Linked DNA regions of Sus scrofa: region 2 is linked to region 1. A link is a contact called in public promoter capture Hi-C data. All regions are on one chromosome and are shown on one strand. Each heading gives the region's core, a stretch centred on a gene start, on an enhancer-like site or on the middle of the called end of the contact. The rest is flanking DNA. Distances are from core to core; before and after follow the strand shown. Region 1 holds the start of FAM114A2 (protein FAM114A2). Region 2 holds the start of G3BP1 (G3BP stress granule assembly factor 1).

Region 1 (6,412 bases), core at 1,612-4,111:
CTAACTATGGCTTTGAGCTTTAAGTTGCATGTCTTTAATGGCTAATGATACTGAACATTTTTTATATGCTTATGTGCCATCTATATACCCTCTTCAGTGAAAGAATATTTGATCTTTTGCTCATTTTCTAATAGGATTTTTTTTTTTTACTGTTGAGTTTTGAGAGCTCTTTTTATATTCTAGATTCAAGTCCTTTGTCAGATAAGTGATTTGTTTATAGCTTATCTTTTCATCCTTTTCTTAAAGATGCGCAAAAGTTCTTAATTTCAGTGAATCCAATTTATCAACTTTTCCTGACATCTTTTTAAAAATCTTATTAATCTTGAATCATTCCTACCTCAATTATTTTACAGAGATTATGAAATCTAAGCTATCAGAATAGGATTTACATCAGTTTTGTTTTGTTTTTTTTAATGGCCGCACCTGTGGCATATGGACATTCTCAAGCCATGGACTGAAACCAAACCACACCTGTGCCCTACACAGCAGCTGTGCCAGACCCTTTTAACCCACCACACCAGGTAGGGATCAAATTTGCACCTCCTCAGCAACCTGAGCCTCTGCAGCCAGATTCCTAACCCACTGTGTCATAGCTGGGAACTCCCAGAGCAGCTTTTAAAAAGCAATGGTAACCAATTTAATTCCTTCCAGAAGCTCAGCTCTTTGGCAATTAAAGCCAAATAATGTTGGACTTTTTACAAAGAGCAGGTGCTGGTTTCCAGATAACCAAATATTACCAGGGGAGAAATAAATGTATCTCAGACATACATACACACACACAGACCTTGGATATAAACAAGCACATTATTTTGTTCCAATATTTATGTAATAAAGTATATAATTAGACCCAATGCATCAGTGTCATCAAAATGTTTCTAATATACTAAAAAGACATATTAGTAACTAACTGGAAGTAGCACTATAATTGAGGTACACCCAAACTGTTAAAAGAACAGAGAGCAAGGAAAAGTATGCCAGGATCAAAAGAGAACATCCATGGATTTTTCATATCTGAAAAAAAGCACAAAATAGTGACCACAAACTGGGATTGTGAGTCCCAAATCAGGCATACAGATGTTTTCATTTCGCCTGCATAGTGTTTAGACTTTTTTTATTTTATTTTTTTGGTCTTTTTGTCTTTTTAGGGACGAACCAGTAGCATATGGAGGTTCCCAGGCTAGGGGTCGAATCGGAGCTACAGCTGCTAGCCACAGCCACAGCAACACAGGCTCCAAGCTGCATCTGCAAACTACACCTCAGGTCATGGCAACGCCAGATCCTTAACCCACTATGCAAAGCCAAGGATCGAACCTGCATCCTCGTGGATACTAGCCAGATTCATTTCCACTGAGCCACAACGGGAACTCCTAAATTTTTTTTAATACTAACTGCTAACATTTAAAAATGAAACTTTGTATACAAATAGATATTTCTAACTTACACTGTAAAACTGAAAGATCTGCCAACAACCGGCCCACATCTGACTTACTGACTAGCTCATGCCAAATAGTTGCTGATATCTTTTAGATAGGGTAGTGCTCTCTAGTTCCTCATAATCGGCACCCAAATCCACCTGACTCATTTAGGTTACCTGATTACCCCCCATGGGCATCTGAACATGCAACACCTGCCTTAAAAGGGCACTTAGGATTTTGACAGATGAAGATGTCAGTGAGAGAATTCAAGGGTGTGGAAACAACACATAAGGAAAGCTCAAAGGTCTGGTATGACAACGTGGAATACAGACAGATGCCAAGAGTAGTTAATACAGCAGGAAAAATAATGGGAAAGCATAAGGAAGAAAAGCAGATTTATATAACATCATGGATCCTAGTTATCAAACCATACATCGTATACATACATTATACATTTTCAAAACACATAGGAAAAAAATAATCTGGACACAACTACTTACAGACATACAAAACAACTCTGAAATATTCATTCATTTACTTGCAAACATTTTTTGAGTACCTGTTATATGCCAAGCTCTGGAGACTGAAAGCTAATTTTAAACAATTTCTGCCCCATTTATTCCAGAGGCCTAATAGGAAAGACTACACAGTGCTTGCACAAAATTCAATCCACTTCTTGTGTAGCTGAGTAAATACACACTTTTAAAAAGTTACCTTTTGGCTCTCCTTACACTCTCCAAGCTACAACACATAACAAGAAACCATATAGAGAATACGTTATATATAATAAATAACATAAAGGGCTCTGTGGTTAGGCTGACTTTCTCCCAACTCTGTACTGCACTGACTCGGGAAAGTTCGTTCACCTATCTGCGCCTCTCGTGTTCTTATCTGTAAAATGGTGCGAGTAATACCACTTGCCAAGGCTCCGAGAAAGACGAAACTGAATGTGTGAGGGGTTCGGAACAGAGCCTGGCACAAAAACGCTCACGGGTAACAGCCGCCGTTAGTACGTGGTGGTTGTGCGGATCATTACTATCGTTATTAACCACGATTTGTCTCTAGACGAACAAAATTCGCTCTGCCTTCTTCCCAATTACAAGAACAGGTGCCAAACGGAGATCTAGAGTAAAGCTCCGCTCCTAACTTCTCCGACTTAAGAATTCCTGACGAGAACTCCCCACACAAGCGTTGCGCTTCAATAACCAAGGCGCTTCCGCAGCCTCAGCGCCCACCGCGAGGCGCCCGCCTCCCAGCCCCAGGCCTCTCCCTCCCCTTCTCCGGCGACCCCTGAACCCCACACTCCGCCAGCCTCCTCCCGCGAAGCCCCACACGCAACCCGCCGCTTCCCTCACCGTTGCCACAGCTGCCGAGGGGCCGCTCCTAGTGCCCCGGAAGTCCTCCTTCAGTGAGGAGACGGCCTCGCCTACCCGAGAGAACTTCCGGGTCAAGCAGCCTCTCGGGCCGGAAGAAGCTCCGCACCCGTCTGGTGAGTGAGGGCTCGTTCGGGGTCACTGCTGGGGAGCTCCTGGGCGTGCCGAGGCGTGGGTTTGAACCTATGGGACGGGGTACGACGTGAAGGATGCTGGGGTATCGCTGCCCTTTTTAAGCCTGGCCTACAAGCGTTCGGCCATCGTATGTTTACTGAGTTCCTCTTCAGGCACCACTCTGGACGCTTGTGATACCCTGGTTTACGAGCGACTATAGCCTTGCTCGCAAGTAGTTGACGTCCTAGTGGAGGAGGCCTTCCATAAGCAAGTCGGCAAACATGATTATCTAGGATGATAGTGAATGCTTTAAAGAAAATGAAACAGGATAAAGTGACGAAACGAAGCGAAGGAGTAAACCTAATGAAGATTTGCAGAAGAGTCTAAGAGGCAGAAGGAATAGCGAGTGCAAAGCCCGTATAGTGGAAACAAACTGAGCCAGGTCAAGGAAAAGGAAAAAGGCTACTGAGAGTGGAGCGAAAAGAGGAAGGTGAGACCGGAGACTTAAAGTGGCCAAATCTTGTAGGGTCTACGAACCAGCATAAGGATTTTGACTTTTTGGAAAGCAGTGGAAAAGCATTGAAGGTTTCTGTGCAGAAAAGTGACATGTTCAGATTTATGACTTTAAACCACTCCTGACCCCTCTTCAGAAAGATGTATTTCTTCAGTTGCCCTTGAGCAGGGAGAATGCATGAAACCCAAACTGACAGCCAGAACCTCACTGGGGGTGCCTTCATTATACAGATGTGAAAAACTGAGTCCCAGAGAGGTGAAAGGACCTGGCCTTTTAAGAACTCAAGTCTTCCAACTCGATTTAATGCTTTCAGAATTATCGTTTTAATGTCTGTATATAATAATTGTCACTTCCTAAAACCCTTTGGGTTGTTTGCTTTGCTTCCAATGGTGTCTTTTTAAATATAGGGCCATCATTATCACCTGGGAGCATGTTAAAAATACCTATTCCAAAAAACCCAAAAACATTAAGTATAAAGTAGGTGTTTTTCTCTGGTTTTCTATTGTAATGGAAAATGCATAGAATTGGGGGTTCAAGAGTTGAATCTCGGGAGTTCCCTTCATGGCTCAGCAGTTAATGAGCCTGACTAGGATCCGTGAGGATGTTGGTTAGATCCCTGGCTTCACTCAGTGGGTTAAGGATCCAGCATTGCCGTGAGCTGTGCTGTAGGTCACAGACGTAGCTCGGATTTCACGTGACTGTGGCTGTGGTGTAGGCTGGCAGCTATAGCTCTGATTTGAACCCTAGCCTGGGAACTTCCCTGTGCCGCTAGTGCCGCTCTAAAAAGCAAGGGGCAGGGGAGAAGAATTGAATCTCAGTAAGCCACTTTACTACGTCTTAACCTTATCTTTAAAATACTGCTGATAATATAGCAAAAAAAAGTTCAAACTTTTTGGTCTTAGGATTCTTTGACTCTTGTAAAATTTATTTAGAATGTCAAAGAGGTTTTGCATAGCTTCAGTCATCAGTATGCCATTTTAGATATCAAAACAACTTTCAAAAAAGTTATTAATGTATTTTAAATGATGAATGAATTACATGTTAACATAAGTAGCACTTCTATGAAGAATATTTTCCCGGAGTTCCCATCGTGGCACAGTGGTTAAGGAATCTGACCAGGAACCATGAGGTCTCGCGTTTCATCCCTGGCCTTGCTCAGTGGGTTAAGGATCCGGCGTTGCCGTGAGTTGTGGAGTAGGTCGTGTAGGTTAGCGTCTACAGCTCCAATTAGACCCCTAGCCTGGGAACCTCCATGTGCTGTGGGAAGCAGCCCTAGAAAAGGCAAAAAAAGAAAAAGAATATTTTCCCCAAAAAAGTTATTGACCAGAACAGCATTGTTTTACATTTTTACAAGTTTCTTTAATATCTGGCTTATTAGAACATAGTTAGATTCTCATGTCTCCTGCATTCATTCTCTTGTGATATTCATTATGTAGCCTCCAGAAACCTGCACCATATTGTGGAAGAGTGAAAAAGGCAAACAGTATTCTAGTTTTATTATGAAAATCCTTTTGAAAAAGTCTCCCAGACCCCCAGAGGTTCCTATACACACTAAGAATCACTGAATTACAATATGGTTATAACAGTCAAAAGATATATAGGCTTCGTTTGTAGGTCATTAAAACTGCATTCAGGAGTTCCTATCATGGCTCAGCAGAAACAAATCTAATATCCATGAAGATGCAGGTTCAATCCCTGGCCTCACTCAGTGGATTAAGGATCCAGCGTTGTGGTGAGATGTGTAGGTTGCAGAGGCGGCTTGGATCTGGCGTTGCTGTGGCTGTGGTGTAAGCCAGCAGCCATAGCTCTGATCCAGTTCAACCGCTAGCTTGGGAATCTCCATATACCAAAAGTATGGCCCTAAAAAGGAAAAAAAAAAAAAAAAAAAAGCACATTAAAAACGCAGATGGCCAGACCTCACCCTTAGAGTTGCCAAATCAGTAAGTCTGAGTGGGACCAAGAAACCGCCTTTAACAAGCACCACAGATTAAGTGGTCAGAAAAAATGAAGTTTGAGAAAATCAGTTATAGGTAAAATTCACTCTAGAGTGTTCTGTCCACTAAAATTTGGAAAGGTCTGTTTCCACGTTGTCGTATTTCTCCCTTAACAATTTCTAGAGCCTGAGACTGAGAAGTTAGTGAGAAATTTGTAGCAGGTATCTTTCTGGCTACCACATTAATGAGTATCTGAATTCAGTGTTACCTCCAACCCTCTGCCAAGGACTGAGTTTTTTAAGACTCTCATCGGTAAGCTAACAGTCTTTTGGATAGGTAGATAGCTGATAAAAGTAAACTGAAGTTTTAACAATCACGTCGTCTCTGTGTGCCAGGGGACAGGACAAAAGAAATTAATCTGACATTAAGACGGTAGAGGCGAGAGCTTAAATGTGAAGGCTTCTTGAATAAGGTTAAAGGCAAGTTGAATATTGTAGAGAAGGTCAGGTTTCCACCAGACGGTTGGTGGAGAGAGCAGGAAGTTTTGAGCAGAGGGAAAGACCAGGACCCGAACTTTAAAGTGAAGAGTTATTTGGAGAAAATAGAGAGTAAAATAAGCTTTGAACCATGACGGGGAAGCTGGGAACATTACAGAATTTAAGCAAAGATAGGAATTGTAATCAGCTTGTAGATAAGGAAACTAAGACCACGAGAGATCATAGCTAGTTAGTTACAGAGGTATAACTAAAGACCAAATTTGACTTCTAAATCTTTTCATTCTTTTAGCAAGCAATTAGTGTGCATGTAGCCACAGCTAGACTCCATCGCCAGCTGCATCTCTTCTGCCACCTGAATCTAATTCCTGGAGAAATATGGATACCATAGAATTTGAAGTTTATCTCATGGGTAGTGGAAAATAGCCAATAGATTTTTTTTTTTTTTTTTTGGTGTTTTTGCCTTTTCTAGGGCCACTCTCACAGCATATGGAGATTCCCAGGCTAGGGGTCCAATCAGAGCTATAGCCGCCAGCCTACGCCAGAGCCACAGCAACACAGGATCCGA
Region 2 (6,864 bases), core at 1,061-3,560, 2.2 Mb before region 1:
CCACAGCCATGGCAACACCAGATCCAAGCCTCGTCTGCGACCTACATAACTCAAGGTACCACTAGATTCTTTACTCACTGATTGAGGCCAAGGATTGAACCTGCGTCCTCATGAATGCTAGTCAGATTCATTTCCGATGAGCCATGACTCGAACGCCCACATACACAATTTTAACAGATTGCCAAAGAGCCTTACAAAAACAGCTATATCATTTAAAATTCCCTCCAAATGTGATTAAGAATAGCCCAATCACAGGCTGCCTGGGTTAAATAACCTCATCTGTGAATTCCAAGATTCACAGCCAGTCTGCTCTGATTAGCAGTTCAGTTTGTAAAGTTGTCTTGAAAACTGCGAATGTCAGAGTTCCTGTTGTGGTGCAGCAGAAACGAATCCAACTAGTATCTCTAAGGATGTGGGTTCGATCCCTGGCCTTGCTCAGTGAGGAGCCTGCATTGCCATGAGCTGTGGTGCAGGTCGCAGACATGGCTCGGATCTGGTGTTGCTGCGGCTGTGCTGTAGGTCAGCAGCTATAGCTCTGATTTGACCCCTAGCCTGGGAACTTCCATATGCTGGGGGGGGGGGCCTAAAAAAAAAAAAAAAACCTGCAAATGTCCTCGTCCACCTTTTAAGAAATCTTTCACGGGCTCCTCATCTCCCTCCGAGTAAAGTCCAAATTCCTTAGTAAGGCTAACGAGATCCTGGAGGTTCCTTAAATCAGAAAACCTGTGGCGGATCCTCTCCTCTGAGCCGAGATCCCTTCCTTGCCCCCAAAGTCCCATATGCCCCTTCCCCAGTTTCCCCGAGCTCGCGGAGGAGCTTCCAGGCCCTGGTTTGTTCAATGGGTGGCAGCAAGCAGGGTCAGCAGCATCTTGATCATCCCTGACCCCAGCCCCTGGAGTTCATTAAGTGCTGAATGAGAGAGGCTGATGCAGGAGTGGGGCTTGGGGGGCGGGGGGCAGAGGGACGCTCCCATTTAGCTTCTGGGGCTGCACCCCGACCCCACCAGGCTGCCTCCCCTGTCCTTTCGCCCCCAGCAGAGGCTCCACGTGCATTATTTCCAAATTTACAAAATTTTGAGACCCTCCCCAGGACCACGTGCCTGCAAAGGAGACTCAAACGAGGCGTGTCTCTGTATTTCCATGTGAAATGCTCAGGGTGACCAATAGAGGGCCTAACAAAAGGCTAGAAGACGTGGACAGGACCGGGCTGGAGCGTCACTTAGCCTCTGGTGTTTTAGGGACGCTTTGGGGTGTCCATAGGAGTTTGACAAACTACCTTTTCAAGATGTAACGACTACAAGAAATAAGGCCCCACACCTAGGGCAACTGGAAATGGGAATGACAATGGTGGTGACGCACAGGATGTTACAGGAAGGGCCAAGCTGCCGGGAGAATGAACAAACTCTTGTTCCTCGGTCAACACCCACTAGCCGACCTGCAGCAGCACTTGCCCAGAAGGGCAGAGTAGAAACGAGTGTCCTCAAAGTCAACAGTTTTCACGTGCGACCTTTTTACAAGCCCTTAGGTACACAACGGGAGTTACCTTCTCCTCTGGCTTTCCTTGAACGGTTGTCCAGTAATAGTGCTGACTAATGCTGAGAACCAGCAAGTGCCCTTAGGCGGCCGCGTGGAAATAAAAAAGTTGGCATAAGAGGAAAAAAATAAAATAAAGCAACGGGAAACTTCACCATCTGGTTCGGCTGGTACCAAATTGTGCGGGAAAAGCGGGAGAAGGGGGCCTCAGGGACCGCACCCAACAAGTGAAGAAAGGAAAGGGAAAAGGACAGAAGCCGGGGCCAAGAAAGCCTCAGAACCTCCCCAGAAGGCAAGGCGGCCCCCGGGGCTCAGCCTCCTCGGTACCGTTCAACCCCGGCGTCAATCACCTCTTTTCCGCGCTGCGATTGGGCCGGGGCCCCCCAGCCACCCTGGCGCCCACCTCCTAGTTGCTTGGGGTTTACTTCCCCAAAGTACAAGGGCCCCACCTTGTGGATCAACCGCTCCTGCATGGAAAACGGATCTCCGCCCAGGGGAAGACGTTTTAACGAATGGGAACGGCTGCACGCACTTATTGGCTACCGTGGATATCGGTCAAAGAAGTTCCCAGCCCCTTCCCCACCGTACCTTTCCGTTATTGGTCTCTCTCAGTGCCAATCCGTCACTAGGGAAACGAGATCCTTACAGGCTCATAGGCAAAAGTCAAAGCCAATCAAGAGCCACGCCTTCATCCTGAGTCAGTACCCAATTGCTGCGCGAAGAGCTCAGAGGACGCCGTCGGGATTGGCCACTAGCCTGCCCGACTTGGCCGCAACAAGTTAGTCTGAGTCTCGGTTATATAGCCCGGCGACGGAGCACGCGTGTGTGCGGACGCAGTTGCGTGAAGGGTATTTGCCTTTTGCCTTGCGGTGGAGCAGAGCTTGTTCCTCTCCCGTTCAGCCGTGCAGGTACGGCAGGGTGTGGGCGGGGCTGGACCGGTAGGAGGGCGAGCTGGGGCAGAGGTGAGAGGGAGACGTCCGAACGGCGACTGTGCGAGCTCCCCCTCCCCACCTCCGCCCCAACGGCCGCAGGCGCGCGCGGCAGGCGCACGGGCGCGCAGGAGCTCTCCGCCCCCCGCCCCCACCGGCCGGCGCGCGTGGCCGTGTCCGCGTTCGCGGCGTGCGCGTGCCGCGCCCAACGGCCACGCGGGGCGAGAGCGAGCCGCAGCCGCCGCCCGAGCCCCAGAGTGCTCTCGAGGGCCTGGGGCCCCGCGCGGCGAGCTCGCCAGCTTTTCCCGCCCGCACCCCCACGCGCCATCCGAGTCCTTTCCTGGCTGTAGCTCCAGCTTAATCCCAGACCAGAGAAGGCTTTTATGGGGGGGGGGGGGCACGAAAGTGCGATGAGAATTTCTGGACTCGGGAAGCAGAAGTGCTGCCCCCCAAGCTTTTACAGCGAGTGAAGGGTAAGCAGCGACTTCGTGGATGTCGAATGATGATAGTACTAACTACTCATCTTCTAAGCCCTCCCTCTGTGCCAGGCACAGTCGTGCGCACCTTGTGTGTTTCCCCTTTAGTCCCGCAATGTCCCGATGAGGTAGGTACCATGATTTTCTAATGTTTACAGCGGATTCGAAGGCCCAGCGGTGGAGTGACACGGTCGAACACAGATCGTTAGGGACAGGAATTTGAACGCAGGCCACCTGACTCCTCGTCCCCCAAGTCTATTGTAGTCTTTGTTGCAGCGCCGTGTGCGGCTCCAGGGCACCTTTGCCCCCAGAGCACTAGTCCCTGGGGACAGTACCAGCCTCGGAAGGTCGACTGCAGCGGCATTTGTAGTTGGGCCAGTTGTGGGCTTCCAGGGAGACAAGGGTTGGGCGTGGGTCTGTGACCAAGGAAGAGAAAGGGTTTGGGCCTCCTTGCGACAGGTTTTCCTACAGGTGGCTGACGGACGTGCTGCCTTAAAAGCTTCTGGGGAAACGACAGAATAAAATGACTAAGTGCAACTGAACCTGGACAGTGTGCTGTCAGATTTGAAACGTAGTAGGCTGACGATGGGAAATTCCCACCAGCAGGAAGTTAGGCCTTGATATCTTGAATCTTTGCTTCATTTTTTAATTGGGGCAGACTTTCGAGAAAGACCTTGGAGAAGATTGTTTGACTTCCTCGTTTTATAGTCGAGGAAAATGAGGTTGCACTTTGAGGCGTTTCAGATCTAGCCAGCATGTGTAAGTTAAAATTTGAAATTGGAATGGAAACCTTGGTGCCCAGTTAGAGTATACATTTGACCTCTGTGGAGCCTAAGCTCGGTGCGTTAGGGGTGATAGCTCTTGGAATTGGAAATCTTACCCTTAAGGCGGTTGGGATCTTCTGTGGATGAAAGTCTGTCTATTTAGCATTGTTGCATGTGCTCCTGTTACATGCAAATGTAGAAGGTACCTTCAAAGACTTGTGTTTAAGTATTTCTAGTAGAGTTATATTTCTTTAGGCTAGTGTATTAAGGTAAAAGTAATAAATGTTCCTGTGTTGCAGGTTCGAATCATTACTTTGCATCACAAATGGCTACTTGAGCTAAAGCTGCAATAAAACTGGGGGGGCTAGCTTTTCTGAATACTTTTTATTGGGGTGGCTTTCAATTTTTTTTCTCTTTATTGTAAAGAAATTTATTCTGTGTGTGCAGACACTTTTTAGGATTAGTTTTTAAGATTTTTTTTTTGCAGCCAGAGGAAACATAATTTTTAGATCCTTGTAGGAAATTAAAAAGCTAAGAGGAAGCTTATTATTTTTAAGTATTTCCATTTAACAAGTAATTTCCATATTTCTTAAAAGAAAGTAACAGTAGGATAAAGGACCAAAATATTATAAAGACAAGTTCTTTGTTGGGGTTGTCATGAATAACAGGTAGCTTTAGATTATAACATTGTTTTCCTTGGAGCTTGCCTTCCTGTAGCAATTCCAGTTACCTGCATTTAGACACCAGTTAACTATTGAATTAGCATTTTAAGTTACTAAATGTTATAACATTGTGATGACATACATTGAACTGTTAGGTTTGAGTTCAGCTAGTTATTTCTGGAGGCAAAATATGTCAGAAAGTTCTTTATGCATTAATTGAGGGAAATTTTTGATAGTTTCCCATTCAGATGTTTAAAAAAATACTGTTTTTGACTTTGGGCAAATGGTTATCAGTTGGGCAGGAATATGAAAACTGGTAATTCACAGATGGATAGGCCAGTTGACCTCTTGTGCATTCATTTGTCAGGAACGAATGAATTGAAGCAGATTGTGATTAATATAAAATTTGTCTACCTTCCTGCCTCCCAGCCAAGCTAGAGGTTTTATTGCTAAATCCTTTGAATTTGAGCTTTTGTACCTCTTCTGACTGGTAGAAAAGTAGGCAATTCTTTGTTCTTTATTTAACTCACTCTGCTTTGCTGTTCTCAGCTGACAGTGTGCTAAGGGAACATCAGGAGATTTGGTAATGTTTGTTGGTGACCTACTTTGCAGTTTTTTTTGTGATTTTATTGGTTTTAGCACTTTGCATAGAAGTAAAAGGCAGAGGTTAGTTTTACGTTTTTATAGGTTCATGAATCGAATATGGTTCTTAGGATGGATGGAATAGTGTTAAAAGATGAAATTTGGTATAAAGCCTGAATGTGTGACCTAAACCAATTTTTCTTTTTGTTGGTTTAATAAAATTACCCGCTTGATAATTCAACATTTTGCAGTGGAATTTGTTTTTTTAAAATATTTTGGAATTCAAGAATGTATATTCATTTAATTGTGCTTTAAGCCCGCCTTGTGCAGAATTAACTGACTTTACAAAGGGAGCTGATGGTTAAAGTAGGTAGATAAGGAAACACCCCCCTCACTCCCCCAGTCAGTTTTTAATAGCTAGTGGGAAGAGCCTTTAGTGTAGTACTTGTCCTTCCAGTCACGGAGATAAATTTAGGCCCAGCAACTGTGATCTCATTTACAGTTGGTGATGACACTGTGGTGGTTGACTAGATTTATATTAAGTTAAAAACTCAGCTTTCTGTTTGTTTTTTCTCGTATTCCTGGACACCCTGTCTGGCCTTGGTCGGGAAAGCTGACTTGCAATCAGGACGATAGAGTGAAGCCGTAGAAATGATGTGCACAGGAAAAGTGGGAGAGTAGGGGCTTTACAAAGCCGAAAGCAGTCAGAGGCTCTCTTGTGGGCTCAGGCCTTTGCAAATAAAATCAGGTCTTTAGATTACTTTAGGTGATAGATTTCCACTTCCCTCTGGCCAGTCCGTTCTGTCATATTGCTTGACTGTTCTGTATTTCAGGTATTTAATATAACGTAAATATGAGAGATGGTTCAGAGAGAAAAGCTGGCTTTCTGGATGGGACACACTTCAGCTTAGTATCTGGGATGTCTTCCTTGGTGGCTGCTTAATTAACATTTTGTGTTTGTATATAGCCTTTTATGAATTTTTATTTTATTTTTATTTTTAGGGCCGCAGCTGTGGCATATGGAAGTTCCCCGGCTAGGGGTAGAATTGGAGCTACAGCTGCTGGGCTATACCACAGCTACAGCAGCGCAGGATCCAAGCTGCGTCTGTGACCTACACCACAGCTCATGGCAATGATGGATCCTTTAACCCACTGAGTAAGGCCAGGGATTGAACCCGTGTCCTCATGGGTACTAGTCGGGCTCGTTACCACTGAGGCCTGACAGGAACTCCTGCCTTTTATGTGTGTTTTTAAAGTGCTTTTACACATCTTAGGTATTTTAATCTTTTATTTATAAGAACCGAAGCTCTAAAACTCAAATACTTGTCTAAACTATTGGGTAAAATGCATGATGTACCTAGTGGAGAACTTAGGTATGTACTGAATATTTCCCTACTCAAAAACCTTGAAGGTTTCAGAATCTTGGAAGGCATGAGTTATACTTACCGTCCCTTTTGGGTTTTCTTAGACACTGCCCCAACTATTACCTTCCATGTTGGTGGACTGTCTTGAGCTTGCCCTCGTTGTTTCGTGGCATGTATACATTTCCGCTTTATGAGATCTGAAGTTCCCATCTTGGTGCAGCGGAAACGAATCCCACTAGGAACCACGAGGTTGTGTGTTTGGTCCCTGGCCTCGCTCAGTGGGTTAAGGTTCTGGCGTTGCCTTGAGCTGCAGTGTAGGTTGCAGATGTGGCTTGGATCTTGCGTGGCTGTAGCTGTGGTGTAGGCTGGTGGCTACAACTCTGATTGGACCCCAAGCCTGGGAACCTCCATATGCTGCTGGTGTGGCCCTAAAAACACACACACAAAAAATGTTTAGGCTTTATGAGATCTAAAGCGTAGGAAATCCATGTCTTTTTTTCTTTTTTTTGCTTTTGTAGGGCCACACCTCGGCATGTGGAAGTTCCCAGGCTAGGG

What was found. Promoter capture Hi-C pulls out the DNA fragments that hold promoters and counts their contacts.
Region 2: a contact with region 1 is called in a promoter capture Hi-C map of liver, with 4 times the contacts expected there. The contact joins the promoter of G3BP1 here to the promoter of FAM114A2 in region 1. A contact is called at or near these places in 1 of 5 promoter capture datasets (liver) and 1 of 2 datasets of contacts at active chromatin or transcription factors (skeletal muscle).

What each region holds. Positions count from the first base shown.
Region 1 is chr16:69,117,964-69,124,375 of Sscrofa11.1, reverse strand. FAM114A2 (protein FAM114A2) reads right to left here and starts at 2,861. Exons shown (of 14, transcript XM_013984903.2): 1 at 2,771-2,861. It overlaps MFAP3 (microfibril-associated glycoprotein 3), which reads left to right and starts at 2,823. Exons shown (of 4, transcript XR_001301941.2): 1 at 2,823-2,904.
Region 2 is chr16:71,271,530-71,278,393 of Sscrofa11.1, reverse strand. G3BP1 (G3BP stress granule assembly factor 1) reads left to right here and starts at 2,310. Exons shown (of 12, transcript NM_001205405.1): 1 at 2,310-2,440. LOC100514500 reads right to left here and starts at 1,665. Exons shown (of 2, transcript XR_002339616.1): 1 at 1,543-1,665.